2 separate regions of the Mus musculus genome follow, and region 2 is linked to region 1. A link is a contact called in public promoter capture Hi-C data. All regions are on one chromosome and are shown on one strand. The core of a region is the stretch at or near the end of the contact, and the rest is flanking DNA. Distances in the headings are between cores, read along the strand shown.

Evidence for each region. Promoter capture Hi-C pulls out the DNA fragments that hold promoters and counts their contacts.
Region 2: a contact with region 1 is called in a promoter capture Hi-C map of liver, with 2.0 times the contacts expected there. The contact joins the promoter of Ass1 here to the promoter of Kyat1 in region 1. A contact is called at or near these places in 2 of 39 promoter capture datasets (liver and pre-B cells).

What each region holds. Positions count from the first base shown.
Region 1 is chr2:30,202,002-30,208,848 of GRCm38.p6, forward strand. It overlaps Kyat1 (kynurenine aminotransferase 1), which reads right to left and starts at 3,846. Exons shown (of 13, transcript NM_001356474.1): 1 at 3,632-3,846. It overlaps Gm31201 (a long non-coding RNA gene), which reads left to right and starts at 3,848. Exons shown (of 2, transcript XR_374214.4): 1 at 3,848-3,990; 2 at 5,849-6,847.
Region 2 is chr2:31,466,006-31,472,852 of GRCm38.p6, forward strand. Ass1 (argininosuccinate synthetase 1) reads left to right here and starts at 4,265. Exons shown (of 16, transcript NM_007494.3): 1 at 4,265-4,334.

The DNA of each region.
Region 1 (6,847 bases), core at 2,596-5,095:
TTTCTGTTTTGTTTTGTTTTGTTTTGTTTTTTTGAGACAGAGTTTCTCTGTATAGCCCTGGCTGTCCTGGATCTCACTTTGTAAACCAGGCTGGCCTCGAACTCAGAAATTCGCCTGCCTCTGCCTCCCAAGTGCTGGGATTAAAGGATTGCGCCACCACCACCACCCAGCTTTTTTGGTTTTTCAAAACAGGGTTTCTCTGTGTAGCCCTGGCTGTCCTGAAACTTGCTCTGTAGACCAGGCTGGACTCTAACTCACAAAGAACCACCTGCCCCTGCCTCCCAAATGCTAGGATTAAAGACATGAAAATCACCCTTCCCATCCCCACCCTTGGAAGTGGATTATTTCTTTCTTTTTTTTCCCCTCGTGGGTGTTTTCTTAATTAGTGATTGATGTGGGAGGGGCCAGCCCATTGTGGGTAGTTCCACCCTGGGCAGGTAGTCCTGGATTCTAGAAGAAAGCAGGCTGAGCAAGCCATGGGGAACAAGATCCTTCCATGGCTTCTGAATCAACTCCTGGCTCCAGGTTCCTGCCTTGTTCCTGTCCTGACTTCCTCCAATGATGAACAGTGATATGGAAGTGTAAGCCAAATAAAGTCTATCTTCTCCAACGTGTTTTTTGGTCATGGTTTTTCATTGCAGCAACAGAAACTCTAACTAAGACAGGCGTACATGTAGGCAAAACACTCATAAATGAGCTAAAAATAAGTAAGTATGTAGACAGACAGACACATAAAATAGAGCCAAGCATGGTGGTGTACATCTCTAATCCCAGCACTTGAGAGGCAAAGCATACAGATCTCTGTGAGCTCTAAGTCAACCTGGTCTCCACAGCGAGTTCCAGGCTAGTCAGAGCTACACAGAAGTACCCTGTCTCAAACAAACAACCCACCAGAGAATCTCTGCCACGGGGCAGCACAGGTGCTTGGGTACAGTGAGGAGACATCTCCACCAGGGCAGGGATCAGAGGGGCACCTCCCTGAACCTAGCCAGCTACTAGCCACCAGCATCAGCTTAGGAAAGCTTGTGGATGGATGGCCCTCGGCACTGGCTTCCTTCAAGAACTTGGTGCTGACTCCAACTGTGCCTGGCTGCTGACCCCATTTGTACCAACTTGTCCAGCAAGCTGTATTTACTCTAGATGGAGTGCAGAGCCAACTCAGGCTGGCCTCAGGAGTTGCCTGAGCTCTGAGTCTGCAGTTTCCATGTTTCCTTTTCTTTAGGATGAACAGAGAATAAAGGCTCTGGACAAGCCAAAATAACAGAACAAAACTCTCCCTTTTGCCAGGCAGTGGTGGTGCACACCTTTAATCCCAGCTATTCAGAAGCAGAGACAGATGGACCTCTGATTTTGAGGCTAGCCTGACCTACAAGCAAGTTGCAGGATAGCCAGGAACAGAGAAACCTTGTCTGGAAAAGCCAAAAAATAAAGAATAAAGTTGTGGTGCTGGAGACAGCTCAGTGGTTTCTCTGCCACAGGACTCAGGTTTGACTCCCAGCAGCAACATAACTCCAAGCCCAGGGAGCCAACACCCCCTTCTGGCCTACATAGGTACTGCATACACACGAACAGACATGCATTTAGGCAAAATAACCACACACCTATTTTTTTTTTTTTTTAAGGCACCGGGTACTGTGGTCTATGCCTTTAATCCCACACTCAGCAGGCAGAGGCAGGGCGATCTCTGTGAGTTTGAGGTCAGTCTGATCTTCACGGGGACCTGGCATTCAAGGCAAAGTAGTTTGTTCCAGTTGGACGCTCTGGTCCCTTGAAGAATGTTCACATTTTCTCTGCCAGGAAACGGCCACTCACTGACACAACACTACCCACGGTGCCCAATGAATTGGGACGGGAGAAGCTTGGTTAAGACCTGTCCCCATTTCATGACAAGGAAAAAAAACCCTGAAGTTTGGCCTTAGATGTAATGGTCCCAGCTCCAATATTGCACTAGCTATGGAACATGGGTTGTCTTGACTTAGTTTATCCATCTGTAGAATGAGTACAGCAGGTCCAAGAGAGCCGGCCCTGCTCTAACAGTGTGCTCTTTGCTAACCCCTTAGGACCTGAAGGGAGGCTGGGCAGGCATGCTACACACTTCTCTGTCACAATCTTGGAGAATTCCCCCTCTAACTTCACCCAGTCTGGTTCCTTGTACTATACAAAAGTTTTCAACACGGGCTGGTGAAATGGCTCAGCGGGTAAGAGCACTGGCTGCTCTTTCGAAGGTCCTGAGTTCAAATCCCAGCAACCACATGGTGGCTCAACCACCCATAATGAGATCTGATGCCCCCTTCTGATGCATCTGAAGACAGCTACAGTGTACTTTTTATAATAATAAATAAATCTTTGGGCTGGAGCGAGCAGAGGTCCTAAATTCAATTCCAACAACCACAAGAAGATTCACAACCATCTGTACAGCTACATAAAATAAATAAAATAAATCTTAAAAAAAAAAGTTTTCAGGGCTGGAGAGATGGCTCAGCGGTTAAGAGCACTGACTGCTCTTCCAAAGGTCGTGAATTCAAATCCCAGCAACCATATGGTGGCTCACAACCATCTGTAATGCAATCTGATGCCTTCTTCTGAAGACAGCTACAGTGTACTTAGATATAATAATAAATAAATCTTAAAAAAAAAAGTTTTCAGCACAGGAACTGACTGCCAGGTTGTCTGTTGCTCTCACAGAAACATAGGGTGGAAACAGTGTCCTGTTGGCTGTGAGACCCTGAGCTCCCTACTAGGTCGACTACACAGGAGATCCAAAAATTAGTGCTAAGGCTCCCAGGAAGCAGAGGGAGAGACCTGGTGTCTTCAAACCCTCCTGCGGGTGGGAGGGGAGTGAACATCTGTGGGAATCCTTTTCCAAACTCTGTGCCTCACCCATTGGTAAACAGAACTGGTGTGTATAAAACGGTGAACCCACCAGCGGGGCCACCTGGTGTCTACCATTGTGGTCACATTTGTTCATAGATGATACTCCAGGTCTATGGAGGACTGTAAGCCTTGGAGTCCACCTACGCGGGACAGCCCTGTTCTCTTTCGTTCACCCTCTCTTTCAGCCTCTTTCAGCCCCATTTTTCCTGCAGGTCATGTGGCATGTCTGTGATATGCCTGGTAGAACATGGGTTTTGCACATCTGACCATAGCAGGCTTCAGTAGGACTGAAGGCTATTCTTTCTGTCCCATTAACTTAAAAAATATTATTATTATTATTATTATTATTATTATTATTTTAACCTAAGTTATCTTGGAAGTTGTCCCACATTAGTACATGAATCCAATTGCCGTGCAGCCCGGGAACCGACAGAACCCAGAAGGACCCACAGAGACTATTGGCGCTAGCTCTGCAGGCAATTCTCCGTTAGCGCAGTCTGCATCTTCTTGGCCAGGACTACCTTGGGAGAGTGGACGTGGGTGCAGAGAGAACTAGTCTAACTGGTTCTGTGACTGAGTGTAGAGCTGCCAAGACCGCGTGTGCAAGTTTTTCTCAGGGGATAGATCCTTCTTTCAGAGAAGCTACACATCACATACAAACAGGAGCACATGGATCAAAGAGCTACAGCACTCGCAAACCTTAGCTAACTTCAACACACGATCTAGATGAAACCCCGCACGGCAACCAGGAACTGACCTGCTTCAGCAAACAATAGCGCTGCTCTGTCCAATAACCCGCGACCCCAAACGTATTCCCAAGGTTGCAGAAGTCTGTTCCTTTAAAGAGGCCGAGCCCTAGATGGGCTACTTCCGCCCAGATGCAGCTTAGCTCAAGAGAACTGTCAGAAGCAGTGCGAAGCTCTGTGTGCCCTTTAAAGACTGGGCGACAGCCTAGGATCCCCAAGCATTTGCGCTCGGTGACATCACTTCCGGGGCGGAGACCTAAGAAGCGGTACAAACAAAACAAGGAGCCAAAGACCCACGGCGCGACTGGCTGTGGGTAGCCAGACCCAGGACTAGGGCTGCCTGCGTGGCGGCCGAGAACAGCGGGCCTTGGTGAGTGGGTCGAGTATGGAAAGGGACGCGCTGTCACCTCCCTGAATCCAATGACGCGGGCCCGACCTCCGCTCGCACCTCTCACCCGAGTTTCCGCCGCGGTCCCTGCAGATCCACGCCCCTCCGCGCACGTGCACCTTCCCAGAGGTTCCACCCGGGCTCCCCTAGTACTTGGTGCCGAACTCTTTCCTTGAACCCCTCCCTCTTTCTGATCTGCGGGACTATTCCCTGGTCTTTGGAATCTCAGGCTGGAAAAGACCGATTCTCCTATTGGTTTAGCCCGTCGCATGTATGCATTGGGCAGGAGTGACAGATCTAGGGAGGTGAGGTTGGAAGAGCTGGAGGTCAGCAATGACGCGTCCAGGCTGAAGGAACACAGCTTGGGAAGCCAGGGGACAATGAAATTGGAAGCTAAATTGAGAAGGAAAGAATGGAGGACCTGAAAGTTTCAAAGACCTTCTGCCTTGGAAAGGTGGCAGCAAAACCTTCAACCCCTGCTGACTGTTCTGCTCTCTGGAGCACACAGACTAGCAGACAGCGCAGGAGGAAGGGCAGGAGGTCTGCTTCTTGTGCTGGGGACGGAGGATAAGGAGGATAAGAGTATGTTCCGAGGCTTGGGACAGTGGAAGTGACCTGGCCACACAGTTGGTGAAGGTTAGGTTCCCCTGTGGCAGTCCAGGGGAAGCAGGGACTGGAGGCTAGTGTTGTGAGGAGATACTGGGGTGGCTTGACTCCCTGCTTTCCCAGTTCCATAGCTTGTTTGGGTTTTGGGTGTTGACTCTGGACCTTCTTGTCTCCCAGGGTCTGTAGAGGACAAGGCAGGAGACCAAGAGACGTTTGTGACCCACCACCTCCCCAGTGGTTTTCGTCTGCTGAGGACACCTGCTACAGAGCAGTTTCGTTACACTTCAGTGGCCTTTGTAGAGAGTGGGGGCTTCTGGGATTGCCCTGTGAATCAGGAATCCGGGCAGGTGGCTGGGTTTTTGACTTGCTGCTTGAAGGAGCTTCAAGGGAGGAAGCAAAAATGATTGCAGGTTTTGTGGGGGGACCGCAGAGGAACCTAGGTGGGATACATATACTAACCTCTTTGCCATCCCTGGGCTCTTTCACCTGCCCTGTCTTTATGGTTGGCCTTGGACTGGGACTTATGTTGGGAAATGTGTCCTTGGCCTCCTCAGCACTGCAGTCTGAGAGGAGACAGACATCAGGAATAGAAGCTGAGGGTTGAGCATTGTTAGGACAGCCCCATGGTAGTCCAGAGGAGAAGGTACCCACATGGACGATGTTGCCTGAGGTACACTTCCGGAAGTGGGATCCTGGAGGAGCAGGCGAGCCTGCAGCCTCAGTTCTGGCTCTTTAACCATGAACAAGTAGTGGCTCAGTTTCAGCCAGGTGTCTGGATCCCGGCTGAGGAGACAGTGCAGAGGTGGCCTGGACAGCGTCTGCACCTTTCTGGCTCTAGGTGCTTTACTGCTAGACACCCGTGTTGGCTTCTGTGTTCTTGTATTGACCTCCTGGCACAAATTGACCCCACCCCCAGGTGTGACATGTTCTAGATCCCTCTTAGACCCATTCAGGTCCCAGCAAGTGTCACCCCATTCCCAGTGACCTCCTGACAGTACTTTGGCTTTCCCTGTGGCTGGGCCACACTCCCAACTCAGACTGCTTTTGCTGTCCCTTCCAAGTCTCCAGTGGGATCTACACTTGTCTCTGGGTGAAGTGACGAATAGATTGCTGCCTGTGCGGTGTCTCACTAAGTATTTGCTTACTCTGGAGAGTGTACCACTGATTTTAAGTGGAAGTCCTTGTATGGCCTGGTCCTCCCTGACACTCCTTTCTTGTTCCTTCTCTCCTCCAGGGCTAACATTCTCTGGATGGCACCTCTGTCTCCTGCCAGGAAACACGCCCTCTGCTTCCTGCCTGGATCTCTCTCACCACTGTTCCTGCTCTAGGGACACTTACCCATGTTCTCTTACTCCTCTAGAACCCTCCACTGACCCCTTTGGTCTGGGTGTAAGTTTGGTCCCTGAATCCCCAGCAGGGTCTGGCTTCCAGACTGCAGAATTTGCCATGGGGACTCCTCATGACAGCCAAGGTCTGTGGGGCAGGCATCATGCCCAGTAGTTTCTGTTGCCCTGTCTACAGCCTCAGACAGCACTTTCATTAGCACCAATTGGAGGCTGGTACCTCAGAGTCCCACAAGAACCTGCTGAGAGCAGCACTCGCTGTCTTCCAGTGTCACGGCATCCGTGGGGTTTGAGGGATGTCAGGACCCTGGAGAGATGGCCGGGGCAGCCTCAGCAAGGACAGCCACATGCAGCTAGAGAGCAGTCATCTAGGGGTAAGGGTTGCTCAGCCTCACCGGAGGCAAAGGCCAGAAGCCCGGTCTTCTCTGTCCCATGCAGTGACAGATGATGCTCTGCAGTGCACCAGGCAGTGGAGTGCTATCTGTCAGCTATGTTTTCAGTCTAGGGCTTTGAAACTAGGTAACAGTTTTGTTGCCCTCATCTCAGACCTATCAGTGTGTGTTGCTGAAGGCTGCTGTTGAAGCACTGGTAAACAGCCTCTGCTCCTGCTGGTCAGAAAGTTCTGCTACGATGGGTTTGTTGCTGTTTTCTTTTTTCTTTTTTTTTTTTTTTCTTTTTTTCAGTTTTGTGAGACAGGCAGGGCTTTCCTCAGGGTAGCGCTCAGGGTGGCCTGGATCTAGCTTCCCACACAGCGGCTATGTGCTGGGATCGCAGGCACTTCACTGATTTACAGTGTCGCCTTGTGCTGCAGGGCTTCTTGTGCTTTGGGTGCACGGGCCTCGAGTGTGAGAAGAAGCTGGCAAGGCGGGAAGCCTCACGAGCACTTGGTG
Region 2 (6,847 bases), core at 3,015-5,514, 1.3 Mb after region 1:
GCCTCCCACTGAGAGAGGAGGACTCCCACTGAGAGAGGAGGCCTCCCACTGAGAGAGGAGGACTCCCACAGGGAGAGGAGGACTCCCACTGAGAGAGGAGGCCTCTCACTGAGAGAGGAGGACTCCCAGTGATAGAGGAGGCCTCCCACTGAGAGAGGAGGCCTCCCACTGAGAGAGGAGGACTCCCACTGAGAGAGGAGGACTCCCACTGAGAGAGGAGGCCTCCCACTGAGAGAGGAGGCCTCCCACTGAGAGAGGAGGCCTCCCACTGAGAGAGGAGGACTCCCACTGAGAGAGGAGACTAGCTAGTGATAGTGGAGGATGCCCAGTGAGAGAGGAGGACTCACAGTGATAGAGGAGGACATGTGACACTCTCTTCTGGACTCTGCAGGAGGATCCACAATATATTGTACATATATTCACGGAGACATATACTCATGTGAGTGTATGTGTATATGTGTGTGTGTGTTTTTTTGTGTATTACTCATAAGTCCTAGGCTAGGCCCAAATTCACTGTATAACTTAGGTGGATCTTGAACTCCTGATCCTCCTACCCCCACCTCCCAAGGACCGAGTTTACAAGTATGAGCCACCATGAGTGGCTTGTGTGGTGCTGGGGACTGAATCCAGGGTTCCATGCATGCTAGTTGATCACTGTGCCTGAGCTACATCCTCAGGCCTGTAGCTGAAGGTATTTTATAAAACCCACCTTGTTCACTTTGGGGTCTTGCTACCTAGACAGCATTTCTTTGTCTTTTGAAACGGGGTTTCACAGTGTTGCCCTGCCCGTGCTCAAACTCAATTTTATCTGGTCTCCGTTTCCCAGGAAATGGGGACCACAGACCTATGCCACCAAACCCATCTTAGCCCACATGTTTAAAATATCATTGCCCAGAAGTCCATGTTCAACACAGGGAGCTTCCCGACTCTCAGGAGTGTCTACTTCAAGGCCTGAGCTCAGGTGGTAGTGCACTTGGCCGGGATGCACGAAGCCGTGAGTTCAATCCCCAGCACTGGCGAATGGACAAATAAATTAATGAAGTGTAGCTGGGTGATGCAGGTTGTAACTTCAACACTCAGAGGCAAAGGCAACAGAACCATGCAAATCCGAGTCCAGCCTGGGCTACGTGGAGAGTGCTAGGTTAGCCCAGAACTGTGTAATAGATCCCATTTCAACCCCATCCGCCAAGAGTATATACATTGTTGTTTCTTGGACACATCTCTAGTTTAAACTAGAGGCCTAAACTCCCCCATAGGGAAGACCACATCAGGATGTCAACTCCCACAGACTGAACCAACACATTTCATACATTTCTTGTTGCTTACACTGTAACAATTAATATTTTAAAAAATATTTTTAGGCTTTTTTTGTGTTAAGGAAAATTAAGAAGTTACAAAGAGATATAGAAACCCATCATATTCATGGACTGGAAAATGCAGTCTTGTCTGCTCGCCTAAGATGATATGTAGATTTATCTATATAGATTTGCAGGGAAGAGGGGTTTAGCCTTGGGTTTGGTTGTCAGGACCACATGCAAAGCACAACAGGTAGGGAACAGGAAGCTGGCCTCAAACTCACAAGGTAACCAAGGATGCCCTTGAACCTGATGCTCCTGCCTCTACCTCTCAAGTGTTGGGATTACAGGAGTGAACCACCCAGCTAGTCACATGATGCTAGTGATGGAGCAGGGAGCTTTGTGCATGCTGGGTAAGCTCTCTCCCAACTGAGCCCCAGCCCAGCCCAGCCCAGCCCAGCCCAGCCCAGCCCAGCCCAGCCCAGCCCAGCCCAGCCCCAGGAGACTTTTTACAGACTCTGACAGGCTGTTTCTGTTATTTTATGGAAATGCCAAGGACATGAACAAGTTAGCCAAACGGTCATTTCCTAAATTTCAAGACTCACTGTAAAGCTACTAGAATCAAGACATCGTAGAAGCAGCATGGTAAGAGATAAATAACATGACAGAACACAGGCGCAAGAAACAGACCCACACTAACACAGTCCTTTAGAGCAGTCGTAGGGGCAGTGATGAGTCACCAACTCCCCGTTTCTTTTATTTGTCCCTTAGGGGTTCACATGTGTCCCTGGTGCCCATGTGGGTGTCAAAGGACAACTTAAAGAAATGGGTTGGTCCTTAGCCTTGGTAACAAGGGCCTTCACCTGTTGAGCCATCTTGCTGGCCCATCCAAGACCTTTAAGAAGGGTGTGTGTGACCTGTTCTGGTTTGTACTTTCTGGAAGCTTCTGACCTCCTTATAGAGGAAGGGCCAGGGGACAAACTGGTTATGCAGGGAAATGAGAATGGAAATTGGAGCAAGAAAAGTCCTGTGGTCTGAGTAAACCAAAGATGTGGAGAGTGCGGGGGAGGTGAGGCTGCTCAGAAGCCAAGAGTTCAAGGCCAGCCTGGTCTACATAGCTCTTCTAGGCTAGCCAGGGATATATAGGAAAGTTGTTCTGTTTTGCTTTTTTAAATCGCTAACCTAGATTCTTAAGGAGCCCTGACCTTGTCGTAGGAAGGGGGAAAGGTGAAGTCAAAGGTCATGGTGACTCATTTCCAGGGGCAAACCCTCTTGGGTCATGTTCCACCCAATCCAGAAGTAGTTTGCAGAGTGAGGATGGGTGGGACTCAGTGTCCACCGTGAAGGTGGAGGAATGCAGAGAACATAGCTGGTCCAGGAGTCAGCTGGGCCCCTGCACTTCACCTCCACCTCTGGGGGCTCATAAGTCAACTGCTGGCAGTACTGGCCCCTCTATCCCCCTGCCTATGTGTCAGTCCTCTGGGCTGGAGTCATTTCTGTAGTAGGGGGTAAAGGTTCCCCCTGTTCGTGATTCCTGCCTGAACCAGTTCAGTTCAAACCTGAGTTAGAGCAGAGGCTTTTGGGCTTCGGGGCCCAAATTCTGCTATGCTCTGGGCATGCTGTGTGGCCTTGGGAAAGATGCACCCTCTCTCTGTGCATATATTTCATAAAGGTAAGATGGAAAGCTTCTGGGCCAGCCCTAAGAAGCCGAGTCAGCAAATGGGGACCAATGGCCTCAAAGTGGCTCAAAAGTTGCTGGCATGTTCTTTTCATTGACCTCACTAGTCTCCTGTCTGTGAGGAAGGTCCAGAGCTGGTCCAGTGACGCCCGAAGGTCAGCTGTTCTAGTGTCACTTAGCAGAGAGATGCCTCAGGCTGTCCCCTGGACGTCCGTCCCCACCTGGCTCTCTGGAGTTTCTAACCAGCATGGGCTACGTTTAGCTTGGAGGACAGGGCCAGGAGCACAAAAGAATCCTGCAGCTAAAGTTTGTAAATGTGTCTGGCACCTTCTCCCTCCTAGAAGCCCCCACAGCTGCTGTTTCTGACCTTGAACAAAAATCAGGAGACCGAGTAAGGGGCTTGGCTGGACCCCAGAGGGCACCCAGAGTCTCAGGGCAAGGCAGTAGTAAGGAAAGCTGGGTAAAACATGGGCATGGAGCCGTCTGAGGCTTGGAATCTAGGCCTGCCTGGGGGATATGATCTTGCCGTAATCCTGGGTGTTGAGGTTCACTGGGGCAGGGGCTGTCCTGTGTGTTGCAGGGCTCAGGCCAGGCTGGGAAGCCTCTGGCACGGCTTTCTGGCTCATGTGGGCCACAACCCCCGGGTTCACTTTACAAGCCAGCAGCTTCACCTCTGTGAACCTCAACCTTCCCCATCTTCTGATGGCTCAGCAGACAGCCAGGCTTTGATTCACCATTTACTGGGAGCCCACGGCGATCTGGGCAGGTGCCAGGCCAGGACGTTAAAATGGCATCCCCAGCCATCCTTGGCCAACTCGTTTGCATTTTCTTGTGAACCCTTAGCTCTGGCTTGTGGGCTAGCATCAGGGAAAGCAAGAGCCTCTGAGGGGCAGATGCTTCAGTCTTTAAATCGAGTGGGGCTACACAGCCTCTGAACCTAAGCAATTTGCATCTTCACTCCCGCCTTGCAGCGCTTTCAAGGGTTCTTGCAAGACAGCTGCGATCAGCCTTGCTAGTCACGCGGGTTCCAACCTCTGCCGCCCTCCCAGGCGCCACCAGCGGGTCAGGATCAGGGGACCTAAATTGCAAGAGCCCACGCCCGTGCGCCCCCGGGAGGTGGTGCGGGCGCCAAGGGAAGAGGGAGGGGCCAGCGGGAGAGAGCGCGGGGCCACGCCCACCCGCAGGTGGCCTCGAGCCCTGAGAGGCTCGGAGCGGGGGCCGGGCCCGAGGGCGGGGCCTTTCTCGCGCCCGTCCCCACGTGTCCCAGGTTCCTGCCCCCCCCAGGCCCTGTGCTTATAACCCTGGATGCGCGCCTCTCTCAGCCCTGCTCCGCCGTCTGCCACTGCCGCCTGGGCTCACTGGTAAGAAGTTCCGGGCCCTTCTTGGTCCCCACTCTCTATCCAGGGTCTCATGACCAAGGAATCCCAGAGGGAGCGAGCAGCTGCAGGGGGTGGGCTCAGGGCAGCCCCCGAGTGACCGCGCAGTTAGTGGAAGGAAGGAGGCTGATGTCCGGGGCGCTGTGACGCACACGTTCCTCCTGCCTAGGGAACCCATGTAGGAGAACGGGTCCCAAGGTCTCCGGAGCAGGAGGACTATGGAGGTCCCCCTCTGGTTTTTCACGATCCTCTGTGTGCTGCGAAGGCTCCAAGTAGAGTCCCGGAGAGTCCAGAGGGTTGGGGGCTTCCGAATCCCTCTCCCTGGATCAGATTCGCCGATCTATGTTCAGGCTTGTTTCTCAAAGTAAGCAAAAGGTCCAGCCCCTCTTTGCCCTTAGGGGCTTGGGCGTGTGCCTTTCTCCTGAGTGTGACAGTACCCTGCTCTGGTGGACACGCGAACCCTGCCTACCCGTCCCGGGTCCTTCCTAGGCTGTGACTGGTTTCTCTTCTCCGTAGGGTGCAATGCCAGGCTCAGTCTGGGTGGGGCTTCTAGACAGGTTTCCTGCTAGCTGGCTGGCTCTTTGGGAGGAGCCCCTTCGCAGGAAATGTCTGTTTCTGGCTTGTTAACGGCTTGGGCCCTTCTCTGGAAGGCAGGCTAACCGAGAAATCGAGGGAAATCTTCTCCAGGAGAACTAACCGCGCTCTCAGTATTCCCCTCTGTGAAGTGGGTCTGTCAGGCTGTCTGCAAGTGCAGCTGGCAGGAGCAGACCTGCCCTTTCCCCAGGGGTAGAGTAGGAAAACCCTTCCTTTGATCCCTCGCTTTGCGGCTCCTCCACCTGGCAGGTGACCCCTGACGTCAGCCTCCCAGCTCCAGGGCTGCCAGCCTTGTGCCTGGACTCAGAACTCTTGCTGTCCAAGAGTTCAAGTTCAGTGAGCTGTTTTGAGAACTGTGGCCAGGGTCTGCCCACTTGCTCACTGGGTCTGGGATGAAGACCTGAAAAGACAGGGTCCCGTCCCCCCCCCCCCCCCGCAACCCTCCCCAGCCACCTACTCCCCCACTCCTCCACCCCCTCCCCCGCCCCAGACAAGGCTTTCAGAAGGAAGAAGACAGTGGAGAAACCTAAGAGCTGGGCTGGGCAGAGACTGGAATAGCCTCCATTTCAAACTCCCCCTACCCTCTCCCCCTCCCACCATAAACCAGCCAAGTCTGGGAGCATTGGAAGGGCCTCAGGGCTGCCCAAGGAATTCTGACTTTACCCAGTGCCCATGGAGTCCATAAATGAAGGGCAACTTCTGTCCACTACCCACCTCCTCCACGCACATAGTAGGACAGAACAGCTCTTAGCACCCTTGGTCAAGTGTGCCCCTCACCCCAGCTGCCTGCCTGCTCTGAGCTGAGGAAGTCAGACACTCCAGGAGCCTTGGGGTGGAGCCACGCCCCGGCCCACCTGCTGCATTTTCTCAGGGCCCATCTCATTGACCTTGGACGCCCCTAGGTCAGCCAGATCCCTCCACCAGGCTGTGAACACACTGCTTCTGGAGTGAGTGCCTTCCTTGCGGGCAGCCCTGCAGGAAGAGATACCTTGCTGAACTCTGGGTCTGAGGCATCGGTTTTCACTGAAGGTTTTGGGCAGAGTTCACTTCCCAGGACCTGGCTCCCTGTTCTTTTGAGGCTGGTTCCTCCCTAGACCTGGAAAATGGCTGGGCACCCAGAGCCTCAGTTGGTAGCATTAATGAGTGGACTGGTGTGTTCTTCTAGTGTTACTGGAGCTGTTAGCATCAGAGCACGGGCTCTGGCTGTCCCTGAAAAGCTGTGCTCTGCTAGCTTCCCCCCTCCCACCCCTTAGCCCAGTTAAAGAGACAGGTAAAAGGCAGATGAAGGACATGTAGTCTGTATAGCTACACCAGGAAGAGGAACAGAGGACACTACCCCAAGCCCACCTTTGGCATCCTGACACGAGGTTTAGGTTTTAACAAGGCAAGCGCCACCAGGAATTGCTCAAGAATGCAATCCCGTTCAAGGTGTGGCCCGGCCATCATTATCTTAGCTAAGTGGTCAGAACTGTGTGACATCGGCTCTTGGTTTGTTTGCTTATTTATTTTTGAGACAAGGTCTCACTATGTGGTCCTGGCTGGTCTGGAACCAGGCTGGCCCCAAACCCACAGAGATCTCCCTGCCTCTGCCATCCAAGTGCCGAGATTAAAGGTGTGCACTACCATGTCTGGCCTCTTGGGAGAAACGTTCCTTCCCTCAGTCTCCCCAGAGCTCCAGGTTTTTCCTTCCCCAGCTTGGGAAGTTCCTGGGAATTCCGTTGTTTCAGTAGTCAAAGGGACTACACGTGTCTTCAGGCCTTCCAGAACAGCTACACTAGATAAAGGTTTGAGTCTCTCACCAGAAATTGGTAAAACCCGCTTAGTCTCCCTCCTTGCCTCCTTCGGGCATGAAGATCAGAAACCCGTCAATCAAATATAAACAGGCTAGATCCAGTAGGAGGATG